Linked DNA regions of Sus scrofa: regions 1 and 2 are each linked to region 3. A link is a contact called in public Hi-C and HiChIP or PLAC-seq data. All regions are on one chromosome and are shown on one strand. Each heading gives the region's core, a stretch centred on a gene start, on an enhancer-like site or on the middle of the called end of the contact. The rest is flanking DNA. Distances are from core to core; before and after follow the strand shown. Region 1 overlaps ABCA1 (ATP-binding cassette, sub-family A (ABC1), member 1). Region 2 overlaps LOC106509228 (a long non-coding RNA gene). Region 3 holds the start of ABCA1 (ATP-binding cassette, sub-family A (ABC1), member 1).

The links. Hi-C and Micro-C count contacts between places; a contact is called where the count stands out from the background. HiChIP or PLAC-seq counts read pairs in DNA pulled down with a chosen protein or histone mark.
Region 1: a contact with region 3 is called in an H3K27ac HiChIP or PLAC-seq map of alveolar macrophages. The contact joins the enhancer-like site here to the promoter of ABCA1 in region 3. A contact is called at or near these places in 1 of 5 promoter capture datasets (liver), 20 of 47 Hi-C or Micro-C datasets (adipocytes, adipose tissue, alveolar macrophages and 10 more) and 2 of 2 datasets of contacts at active chromatin or transcription factors (alveolar macrophages and skeletal muscle).
Region 2: a Hi-C map of embryonic fibroblasts shows a contact between it and region 3, with 1.8 times the contacts expected there. The contact joins the enhancer-like site here to the promoter of ABCA1 in region 3. A contact is called at or near these places in 1 of 5 promoter capture datasets (liver), 12 of 47 Hi-C or Micro-C datasets (alveolar macrophages, embryonic fibroblasts, epiblast stem cells and 5 more) and 2 of 2 datasets of contacts at active chromatin or transcription factors (alveolar macrophages and skeletal muscle).

The regions. Positions count from the first base shown.
Region 1 is chr1:246,225,116-246,228,736 of Sscrofa11.1, forward strand. The region is part of intron 5 of ABCA1 (ATP-binding cassette, sub-family A (ABC1), member 1); the gene reads right to left. Among named protein-coding and RNA genes, the nearest start is that of ABCA1, 52 kb to the right of the region's middle. Within about 2 kb of position 1,461, at least 51 of the 83 cell types and tissues checked have an H3K27ac peak or open chromatin away from gene starts, as enhancers often do. A contact at or near this core is called in adipose tissue, alveolar macrophages, brain and 5 more, where this site is marked.
Region 2 is chr1:246,326,000-246,329,524 of Sscrofa11.1, forward strand. LOC106509228 (a long non-coding RNA gene) reads right to left here. Exons shown (of 4, transcript XR_002337119.1): 2 at 1,062-1,168. Among named protein-coding and RNA genes, the nearest start is that of ABCA1, 49 kb to the left of the region's middle. Within about 2 kb of position 1,577, at least 48 of the 83 cell types and tissues checked have an H3K27ac peak or open chromatin away from gene starts, as enhancers often do. A contact at or near this core is called in alveolar macrophages, embryonic fibroblasts, liver and 2 more, where this site is marked.
Region 3 is chr1:246,277,143-246,280,914 of Sscrofa11.1, forward strand. It overlaps ABCA1 (ATP-binding cassette, sub-family A (ABC1), member 1), which reads right to left and starts at 1,350. Exons shown (of 51, transcript NM_001317080.1): 1 at 1,071-1,350.

The sequences.
Region 1 (3,621 bases), core at 211-2,710, 52 kb before region 3:
TGTGAAACAAACCCGTCAAGAGAGCGCTCAGGTCTCCGGAAGTTCCCCCCACCCCACAGGTGCATCAGCCCAGGTCAGGAAGACAGTCAGGAGAGTGGGAGCTGGAGGCAGGGCGTGGGGACATGTCCATAACAAGACAAGTGGGGATGACAAGAGCATCTACCTCACAGGGCTGAGCTGGAGGTTAAATGAGGTCCCAGTAGGAAGCCTGGAACCAAGAAAAGGTCTCCATAAAGGATAAACTAACACCATCATCACTTTCAGAAAAGACACCTCAGTGGCTTCATTGCTAGTCTGACCCCAAAGCATATGCTTTCAGAATAGATAAGAACAGAGGAGCAACTGTGCCAACTAAGTCGATGCTGAATTTTTGATCTAAGATATATGTGTATGTGCACATGCACGCGTGCGCATGTGTGTTGTGTATTTGCCTGGCTGAGTTCCTGCATCAGAAAAAAGGATTAATTTTTTCTGCTGATACTGTCTATTAGGGGAAGAAAAGGTTGAATGTGACTGATTTGTCTATTCAGAACTTTAGAGAATCAACGGAATGATCACCTCTATAGGATCACTGCAAGGACGGACACAGGAGGAAGATGACAAGTAAGAGCAACCAATGGCTGGAGGCAAGATAGAGAACACTTAATGGAAAAGACAACCAGTCCTTGGCCATTTACTCTTGCCCACATGACCTTATCTGTAATGGGTGGGTGGGTTGTAGACGATGATTTCAGAGGTCTTCTTATTGTTGGTACTGAAAGGTACTAAGTCAGCACTCAACAGGCATCAGAAGATCTGAATTCAGGTCCCAGCTCTGCTGTTTCCTAACCGTGTAACCATTAACCTCACTCTTCCCCTTTTCTGACTCTCTCTGGCCTCCTCAGTTTCCTTAGACGTAAGATGGGGTAATAATAACAGGCACAGGTTGTTGTGCAAACCCAGATCAAGAAAGTACAAGTACCCTTTTGGAGGCAAGAGTCTCATGAGCTTCCACGGGTCACTGAGAGGATGTACCTGCTGTCAGAGAACACGGTCATCCAGTTGCTGGACCAGTCACTAAATAAAACGTTGCGTCCCTGCTGCCCTGCAGACAAGACAGAAAGTCCCCATCCAGCAAAAGGCCCCGAGAACCTCCCTGCTGCCATCTCTCCGATATGGACCAAAATACTTGATCCCCTGAACTCAGCCTCCTTAGTTTTGCCTTGAGGAGCCCATGGTGCATGTCCTTTTCCAGAGAATTTTACTTTGGGTGCAGGAGAGTGGGGCAAAGAAAAGGAGAAAAAAACAAAAAAACAAAAAACCGATTCAAGAGCTTAGAGTCTAAAGAACAAAAAAAGTGAAATGTGTGTTTGTGGGCTGAGGACAAACAGGACAGAATTCTCAGTCTCTTGCCAGTCCTCTGGGCAGGCTCTCAGCACAGGCTAAGGAAATTCTTCTGTGGGAGGCAGAGAGGGGTGGGAGGGCAGGACTCTTGCACCAGGGGGATGCTTTCATCCCCAGAGTGTTCCTCCTGCTTCTTCCCCAGCCTGCCCTGAGTGCAATGGAGGAGAAGGGGGGAGGGACGGGGGGGGGGGGCGGCAGGGAGGGCAGCCTCCCAGGAAAGCGGAGGAGGGAAACCCTCAGCTGAGCTGGCTGCGGCGGCGGGGTTACTCTCGGTCAATGCCCTCCAGTCCCCAGCTCAGTTTCAAGATCGCTGTAGTCTCTTTTGTTCAACATAAAAAGAAACCACAGCGATCAGCTGCTTGAGAAGTAGATGGAGGAGGCAAAGGAAGAAAAAGGAGAAGCAGAGAAAGAGATCATGTCAGCATCTAAGGCCCAGATACTCTTCTTAAAAGGACACCCAGGGGGTCTCCCAGCCCTGACCCATCACACCGGCAGTGGCCTCGAGGGGTCTCAGCCAGATCTCACTCCTGGCTTTACTCAGCCTAAGCCAAGCCTTATAAACAAGAAGACCTCAAAACATTTCTCTGCCAGAAGAGGGCTGGGAACAAACATGCTCAGCTTCTTCTGGGTGTTTGTTGCTGTTGTTGTTTTGGTTTGTTTTCCTGATGTTAGGGCTCCACTTTCTTCAAGAGTAGCTCCTGCCTGCTTCTCTGAGAGGGGTGCAGCCCTCAGGGAAAACCAGGGCCTCTGTGGGAACGTCAGGGCTCTAGAGAAGGGAGTTAGGCAGAGTGACCTGGCTGCTCCCTGAGGTGACTCCTCAGAGCAGGTGGGAGGAGGCTGGGAGCCTGCGGTCAGCACCTCTCCCTGCTGTTCATCTGGGCCCCAGCATCCCAACCGAGGAACAGTGGAGGTTTGCTGAGGGATCCCAAGACACCCCTGAAAGATCTAGAGTCTGGCTAACATGGTTCCTATCTCAGTTCTAGAAGTTTTCAGTTATGGGGCCTTGAAGAAGTCACTTGGGCTCTCTGATCCTGTATTTTTCTCTAAACAAAGGCTGATCATACCGGGGGAGAGGGTGGCTTAAGTAAATACTAAAGACACTAAATGTCTTACTGACTCACACATATTGTAAGAAAAAATATAAGCTTAGAAATCAAACAAGCTCAAAATAATTGTTGATAAAGTCTTGGATGACACTTACGTGAAGGGTTCCACAGAGAAACCAGAATATGTAGGCTTCTGCTTCCTGAACCCTTTGTGGCAAGTCCCAGGGAAGCCAGATACTTCTCCTGAGACCAACGGGAGCATCACAACTTTAGGAACCACATATTCTTTATTCTACATGGAATGGAACTTGCATTAGTTCAACAAACTTCTAAATGGCTGCTGAAGCAAAATACCAGAACTATGATTTCAAGTGGCAATAGTTCTTGGAGCTCCTTGAAGGCAGGAGCCTGTAATAAAAGATGCTGTATAAAAACAGAATCCCTGCCCTTGCCTTCCAAGAGATGGACAGAGGGTCAGGTGAGCAGAACTGGGAGTCTCCAGCCTTCTCTGCCACTGTAGAATCTGTCAACACTGAAATGGAGGGATGGAGAGAGACATGACATGTCTTTCCCAGATCCATCTACGAAGGCAACAGTATACCTGTGTCTTACTGAGAGGTGGGCAAAGTGGGAGAGGTTGTCAGGAGCCCCTGGAACCAGGACTGACATCAGCTAATAAGAAGCTGAATGGTAACCAGGTCCTCAAAGCACGAATGGAGACTGTGCCCCAGAGGGAGAGGGTGACCTGTTCATACTGGCCAGGACCTCTGCTAATGCAGTGGAGGTGGTGGCACAGTCCAGCTGGCTTGGGAAGCCCAAAGGGAAAAGAAAGGGAACACTGAGGAGGTAGCACTAGTCACAGTGAGTTCTGGATCTAAAGAAAAAGAGAGAAAGAGTCAAGAGCCAATATTAGACAAAGCAAGAAAACTCCTGGGAGAACTCTGCACGGAGAACCCTTTGTGAAGGCCAGAGAGGTGGAAGGTGAGGAAGGATGTCCAGAAAAGGCAAGGACTTCAAGAGAGAAGATGAGATCAAAATAGGGGGAAAGAGAGTCTAGAAACAGAAAAGACCAAATCAGACAGAAAGCACAGACAGAAAAAGAGCTGGGAGGAAAGAAGAGAGTTTGAGGCATTCAACTCTTGCTCATGAGCTGGTCTTTGAAAATGAGACTAGATGCTCCTAACACCTTGAC
Region 2 (3,525 bases), core at 327-2,826, 49 kb after region 3:
ATTTGACTGCTGTATATTGCCCTTATTTCCAGCTGCCCTCTCAAAAGTGTTAATATTTTGTAAGGCCTCTTGAAATTTTCTTGTACACAATAACATTGGTCTTATATCTTTTGCTTTCTTGTCTTACTCTGCTTACTCTTGATAAACTGAATTTTTAGCAGAAGAACTGATAGCCAGAAAACATTTTCTGTTCAAGACTATAAAGAGAACATTTGAGAATTAGGAGAAATTTTAAATATCACTAAATATCACAAGTATTGCTTTCTCCCCCATTTAATGTGTCTGTGTGGGGGATTTGTTTAGAGTACAATAGCTACTCTCTACTCATCTCAAAAAATGACTGTACATCAACTATTATTTGCAGCTTTCAGTATGCCTATTGCTGAGCTCCCACACACAAAGAACAAATAAAAAATTATATGAATTGTTAATTTTTGGCAAAGTTAGCCAATTTCGTATTATCTGCAAATGCCACACTAAACAGTCTAAATGCATACATAGTCATAAATCCCAGCAGACTAACGTCGAGACATTCTGCCCCCCCCCAAAAAAACCCACTAAAACTATTCTGCATTCAAGTTCTGAATTGATTCCCTTTGAGGTCTTTAAAACGTATTTGTTTGCAAAAACAAAAGTTCATTGTTGGCATCTGGAGGTGGCTTATTAGTGGCTATGAGAAATTAGGGTTAGGATTTGAGGTAGAAAAATAAAAGAGAAGTTCTTAAATTTTAGTGCCTTAACCTAGTAAACTCTTAAGTCAGTTCTTAACACAAGAAACTACTTTGTTCACAATACCCAGTATAGCCATGAGGATCTAGGTCCCCACCAGCACTATTCTGGTAGCTATTCTTCATGTCATATCACAATCATCACTTCCCTATAGCAAGAAGCAAAGAGTAGCAGTTTTAAACCTCACACTTCTACATTCTATTAAAAGATTACTTTACAATTAAAAGTAGATTTTAAAATCTACACCTTAAAACAGAATTTCAAGTATGCCACATTTTAAAGACCCTTCATTACAAAAGTTAAAACTTAGAATATTAAAGTAGAACATTTACCAAATCAACAAAGAATGATTTACTGTAAGATTTCTTCTCTTTTTAAAGACTCCTTTCTCATTTGTTGTGTTGTGTGAGACTAAACCTCGGCCACTGCCACCTGCAAACTAGAAAAGAAAAAAAGGTTGTTCCTACATGGTAGGGAAAATAATTCACCTTACAGAAATTTAACACACAAGCGATTTTTAAAGTTTTCATTTGCTAAATAGACAATTCACAGTTTGTTCAAGTAGGAGCAATAAGCTGCTGAACCTAAGAGAAGCCTCTAAAACGCGCTCGACTATAGTTTACGTGCTGTGCCCTGTTTGCTAGCTCAGTTACGAAGAAGCAAAAACATTGACCTCAATGCTCCCTCCCACTTCCCCAGGCCCAGTTTGGGGTAGCAAGCCCGAGTTCACAGAGAGGAAGCCAAGCGACGGGATCTCGCCGCTTTAAGCCACAAGGGCCCCTTTGGGCCCGCCCACAGGCAGGCGTGGCTAGCGCGATATCTGCTGGGAATTGTAGTTCCAGGCCCAAGCGTTTCTGGACTCCTTTCTTCCTACCCTGATTGTACCCCGGCCGTCTATGGACTCTGATGGTGCTGTGGAGTGAGCCCAAGGCGCAACCGGAGATAAAAGGAGAAGACATGCGCGCTGAGTGTCTAGAAAGTGGCGGCAGCGGCGCGCATGCAGGGGTGGCCGTCCCTGCTCTATCTTCACTTCGAGGGGAACAGGGACAGAGGTAGGGTATTAGGCCAGTTTGCGGGTCGTGGTTGTTAGCCAGGAGATGGGGGAAGCTGTCCAATTTCCCTCTCGCCCTACTTCATCTTGCCTTTCGGGACTCTCCCACTTCCCACCCTTATGCAATTTGCAGAATCCTTACCCCCACACACCCCCGCCCTCTCCTTGGGAAGCCTTTCTCTGCTGTGTTGTGAAATCTGATAGAGCTTCTCAGCCAAGGCCTTTTAGCCCTCCTGGAATTCAAACTGCCCCCTCCCTGCGAAGTCCAGGTCATGTGAGGCAGCAAAAGGCTGCAGGCAGAGGCCCCACAAAGCAATGCGCTAGTACATTCTCTGAAATTTACGGTCACCCTGTCCTTCTGCAAAGCTGGAACCAGTTAGGCGATAGATTAGGTAGACGGATACATAGAAGATGACCTGCTTAGGTTGAAAACGGCTTTCATATCTTCCTTTACTATAGAAGGTGGCATCAATATATGAAAAGACAATGAGTGACCCAAGAACTCACGAGTGTAGTGTTGACAAAGCCTCAGAACCACAGCTTCCAAGAGTTTTAAATCCAATGCTTTTTCCACCAATTCACAGAGTCTCAGAAACAGCTAAAGGAGGTAAACAGCTGAACCTGATGCAAGCTGGCTTTCCGAATGGTCAGGCTCTGGTTCACCATAGCCACTCTTAAATTAGTGAGCAGATGCCCTCAGTGAGTGAGCCCTCCGGCAAACATGGAGGATTTTACTGTGTTTAAGATTGAACACATGCTTTGTGCTGGGCCCTGGAAAGATGTATATCACATTTTAGCTTAAAAGGTGCCCTTCTCCATGACCCGTTGGACTGTAAAGCACCCTGTATTTCCCAGAGGATAGCATTAGGCATGCTGCATCTTGTTTGTCTGCCTATCATGAAAGTCTGCAGTGCTGCTTTGTCCACACCGTGGTATCTGCAGTGCTAATACATGGCGGTCTCTCAGTAAATGTCCCATGATGGCATGCATGAACCCAGGGTCTGCCTTTCATGTCTGTACTCAAAAAAAAGTGTGTTGGTAGAGGTAGAGATGAGATAGAGATGCAGATACATACAGAGCTTTGGGACCGGAAGGAAGAAGCACATGGAGAGGTCCCTGAAGCCTGTATGGAGGAGGCAGTATCTGCTAAACTTTGGAATTACCCCTCATCGGTTTAGCAGATAGGAGGTATTCACACCAAAGCTTCTCTATGAGCTTTGCTTGAGAGAGAAAGGGACTGATTGTTTAAGAGCCAACCAGGACAGGAACACAGATGTTACCCTCTTCTAGGTGGTCATCTGGAGAAGCTGTGCTTTCCAGGGACCCTGCCTTTCTTTAAACATCTTTGGAATGCCCTTTGTGGAAATGCCTTTTGAGTTTACAGCACATTCTTTTGGATCTCCTCAGCACTGGAACATATCGTTCCTTCAGGGATTTGATATTTGGGAACAGCCAGAAGTCACTTTGGATGCAAGTCTAGAGGATGAGGAAGACAATCATGCCATGTAATCATTGTTGAAATTTGGGGAAAGTGTTTGTTTGTTTACAGGAGTTCTCATCCTGGAGTTTTAGGTAAGTTTTGAGTGTGTGTGTATTTTCCTGAGGGATCATGTGTTTTTGCTTTTATCAGATTCCTCAAGGACTATGATTTTTAAAAGATTAACAAGTACTGCTACAGTGTGAGATCATTTCTTCTGTGGCTTGAGTGGCTCTGAATTAGAAGCACATGGTAGGAGACAGAGGGC
Region 3 (3,772 bases), core at 100-2,599:
CAGCCTTTACCGGATCTCAGTCGGAGCCCGACAATGCCTCCTAGAGCCCGGCTCCACTCCAGCCAACCGGCCCATTCCCAGGCGACTCGGCCAGGAGGCGCTGTGGGTCAGTCCCCCCATGGCCACTGGCAGCCGGCGCCCAGCCCTCCCTGCCCCCACCGCGAAGCCCAGCCGGCCGCCACGCTCCGAGTTCTGCACCGCCCTCCGGGGTTACTCTCGGTCATTCTGCTTCACCATCTCGCCCCAGCTTCCCCATCCTTGCCCAGTCTGAAGCTGCCCCCCAGCAGACAAGCAGCAAAGGGCAGGAAGATGGGGGGGTGGGCAGGGGAATGGACACCTCAGCTCCCGGTTTCCACAGGCCCTCCTCTCTTAAGCCTAAGGTTTTTAAAAGAAACGAAACTCGTCTCCGGCTGCGCCAGGGATTCCAGCTCCAGAGAGCGTGCAGAGACCGTTGGCAGACCCCCAGGTTAAACAAAGCCCCCGAAGCCTCAAAGGAACAATAGCGCTACGAACCCGGTTTGGGACACCTCCCAGACGCGTTCTTGCGGGCAAAGAAAGCTCAGCTCCAGTCTCGGGGTGCACGGGACCGACTCCCAGGTCAAAGCCCAACTCAGACCAGCTCCTTAAGAACTAAGGGCGGACAATTGTCCTGATGTGCGCCGTCCGACCAGCAGCAGAAGAGGTTTCCAGCCGGCTCAGGCGCTTCCGAACAAAGGGAAGAGCTCGGTGCCAGACCTGCCACTCTCCCGACTCCGAGCGCAGCACCCCCAGCAACACCGGAAGCCCCCGATTCCACTGCCCCTTAAGTACTGCGCCCTGGTCTCCGCGCTCAGAGATGCTCCTTCCGCTCCACCGCCCGGCGAGTTCTGAGCGTAGCGGCGCCGTGTCTTGGGGTCGCCACAGCTCATCCTAGGACGCCTTCCCCCACTTACGCTGCCCCCGCCCCATTTGCCCTGCAGGAGGTGGGAATGTGGGGGTTCGGACTAAAGTCTCCGAAACCCAGAGCTTCGCAAATTCCCCTCGGCCCCGAAACAAAACAGTAACGCCCGAGTTGCTGAAGAGCGTCTTACCTGTTTTCCACTTTTGTGTTTGCGTCTCTTGCCCCTGCCCCTTGAAAAATCCTTCCCGAGAAGTGTGGGAAGAGGAGCAAAGTGCCTGGAGAAATTGGCTGTGGCGGCGCTGGTAGCGCGGAGACCCCTGTCCAGCCCACCTTCGCCAGGGGAGAGAGGTGTCCTCAAGGCCCCGGCTGCACTCACTCTTCCTCGGAATTACCCGGGTTTTGCCGCGACTAGTTCCTTTTATAGATTCGGCGGCGCTGAGCACAGGGGTTACTATCGGTCAAAGCCTGTTCTCTCCCTCCTTCCCCGCCCGTTTTCCCGGCCTCTGTTTATGTAGTTCAGTCACTCAGTAGAAAGCACGTGGAGCTGCGCCCCGCCCCTTAAATGGGCGACAACCGCCTCTCACGCCCACTGGGGGCGGAGGGCGCAGGTGGTGGTGCAGCCCGCCTTGCCCCGGCATGGGTCTGAACCTCTCGCCCCTGCTGGGCTCGTCTGCCCAGGACCAGAGGGAAAATCGGGGAAGGGGGCTGCGCCCGCTAGAGACTCTCCTGCACGTTCAGGGCAGCCAGAAGCACTAGTAGAAATCGCTTCCTCTAATCTCGTGCTTTCAGCAGTTTTTGTTCCTTTGTTAACTTTTTCAGTCTGAAGGACCTGGGGGAGGTGGGGAGGGGAACAGAACTCTAGGCCCAAACCCCTCAAGATGCTAACCCTTTAGTCTTCTCCTTTCAAATGCCCAGGATGTGGGACAAAGCGGTCCCCTGGACGATTGGCTGGGTGTGTTTTCCACCACCAACCCTGGCTTTGGAATTCAATTCAGTATTACTTTTAGGATTCCCAGGGAGGACCCCTGAAAAGTGGTCTTGCTCCTTTTCTTTGCAAACTGGGAGGAGGAGGGAGGCCACAAAAACAAACAAAAACAAAGAATGTGGACCAACTCCCTTTTAATTTTCATCATATTGGTCAGCGGCTCAGTGACAGATGAATACATATGGCTTGTATTTTGGTTTCTACAAATTCTCAAAGTGCAGCTGGAGAATCACAGTCTTGTAAAATTACATAACCATTCCAGTTCACCAACTTCTTCTGGCATTGGCTTTGACAGGAGCAAGACGGCCCATACATTGGAGGAACAGAAGCAAGTGTACAAATGGAGGGCCATATACTTTAATTATTTAACTCATAAAACAAGCCAACAAACTGTAAAAATATCTTCTACCTTGACAAAGATACCTTTGGAGCAACCTGGAAGTATGGATTCCTCAGGCTGTAACTTGGGTTTGGCAAAAAATGGTGGAGTGGAAGAGCTGACCATCAGACCCCTTTCTCTTCCTGCCCCAGCTCCATCATATTCCAGAATAACCTCCAGCTATGTATGTGGACCCCAAGCTGCACAAGCCCCTCCACACTCAATCAAGGCCATGATTTGAACCCAGGTACACATGTCAGTGGTTTTGTTAACACTCAGGACGGATCCTTTGGGAAGGCCCTGGCAGACTCTGGAAACATACTTAGAGGCCTTAGGGTATGGAATTCTAGGGTCCCACCTATTCATAACTCTGGTGGCATGGCCCCTGGGTCCTGTGGACTGCCCACCCTTAGGAAAGGATGAGGTGCGAGGCTGGCCAGAGCCAAGCCTTTTGAGGCCCAGAGCCCAGAAGAGGAGTCCCTCTTGTCTAGGTCAAAGGACAGTCCTAGCCAAAAGACTGGGTTTGGGGTCAAATTGACTGTACCACCTGATCCACAACTTTCGGCCCCCATTTCTTCACCTATAAAATAGAATATATATTTATTTCCCTGCCTCACAAGGGTTTTCTGAAAGTGAATTTTGTTCAGCTGAGCTCCTGGGAAGAATGACTATAAACAAAGAAGGTGTTGGTAGCTGACTAACGAGGTCATTTTTAGGTATCAGCCATGGCCTATTAAAATTTTCCCATGCCATATCCAGATAAAACTTTCTTTGAAAAAGACACATGCACCCCCATGTTCATCACAGCACTATTCACAATAGCCAAGACATAGAAACAGCCTAAAAGTCTATGAACAGATGAATGGGTTAAGAAGATGTGGTACATATATGCAATAAAATACTACTCAGTCATAAAAAAGGACAAAATAATGCCATTCACAGCAACATGGATGGAACTAGAGACTCTCATACTAAGTGAAATAAGTCAGAAGGAGAAAGACCACATGATATCACTTATATCTGGAACCTAATATATGACACAAATGAACCTTGCCACAGAAAAGAAAATCATGGACATGGAGAACAGACATGGTTGCCAACGGGGTGGGAGGGAGGGAGTGGGAGGGACTGGGAATTTAGGGTTAATAGTTGCAAACTATTGCCTTTGGAATGGATAAGCAATGGGATCTGCTGTATAGCACTGGGAACTATGGTCACTTGTGATGGAGCATGATAACATGAGAAAAAAGAATGTATATATGTATATGTGACTGGTCTCCTAGCTGTGCAGTAGAAAATTGACATAACACCGTAAATCAGCTATAATGGAAAAAATAAAAATCATTATAAAAAATAAATAAAATTCACGGGGGGGGGTGATTTTTCCATGTCAAAATTTTAAAACTCCAGGCCTAGAAAAGAGTGCAGAGTAATCTCTCTGATTCTCTAGATATAAAGGGAAGCTCTGAGGAGGTGCTACCCTTCCAAGTGTGATTTGGGGGAGTGATAATGTTTCTCTGCCTCTCTA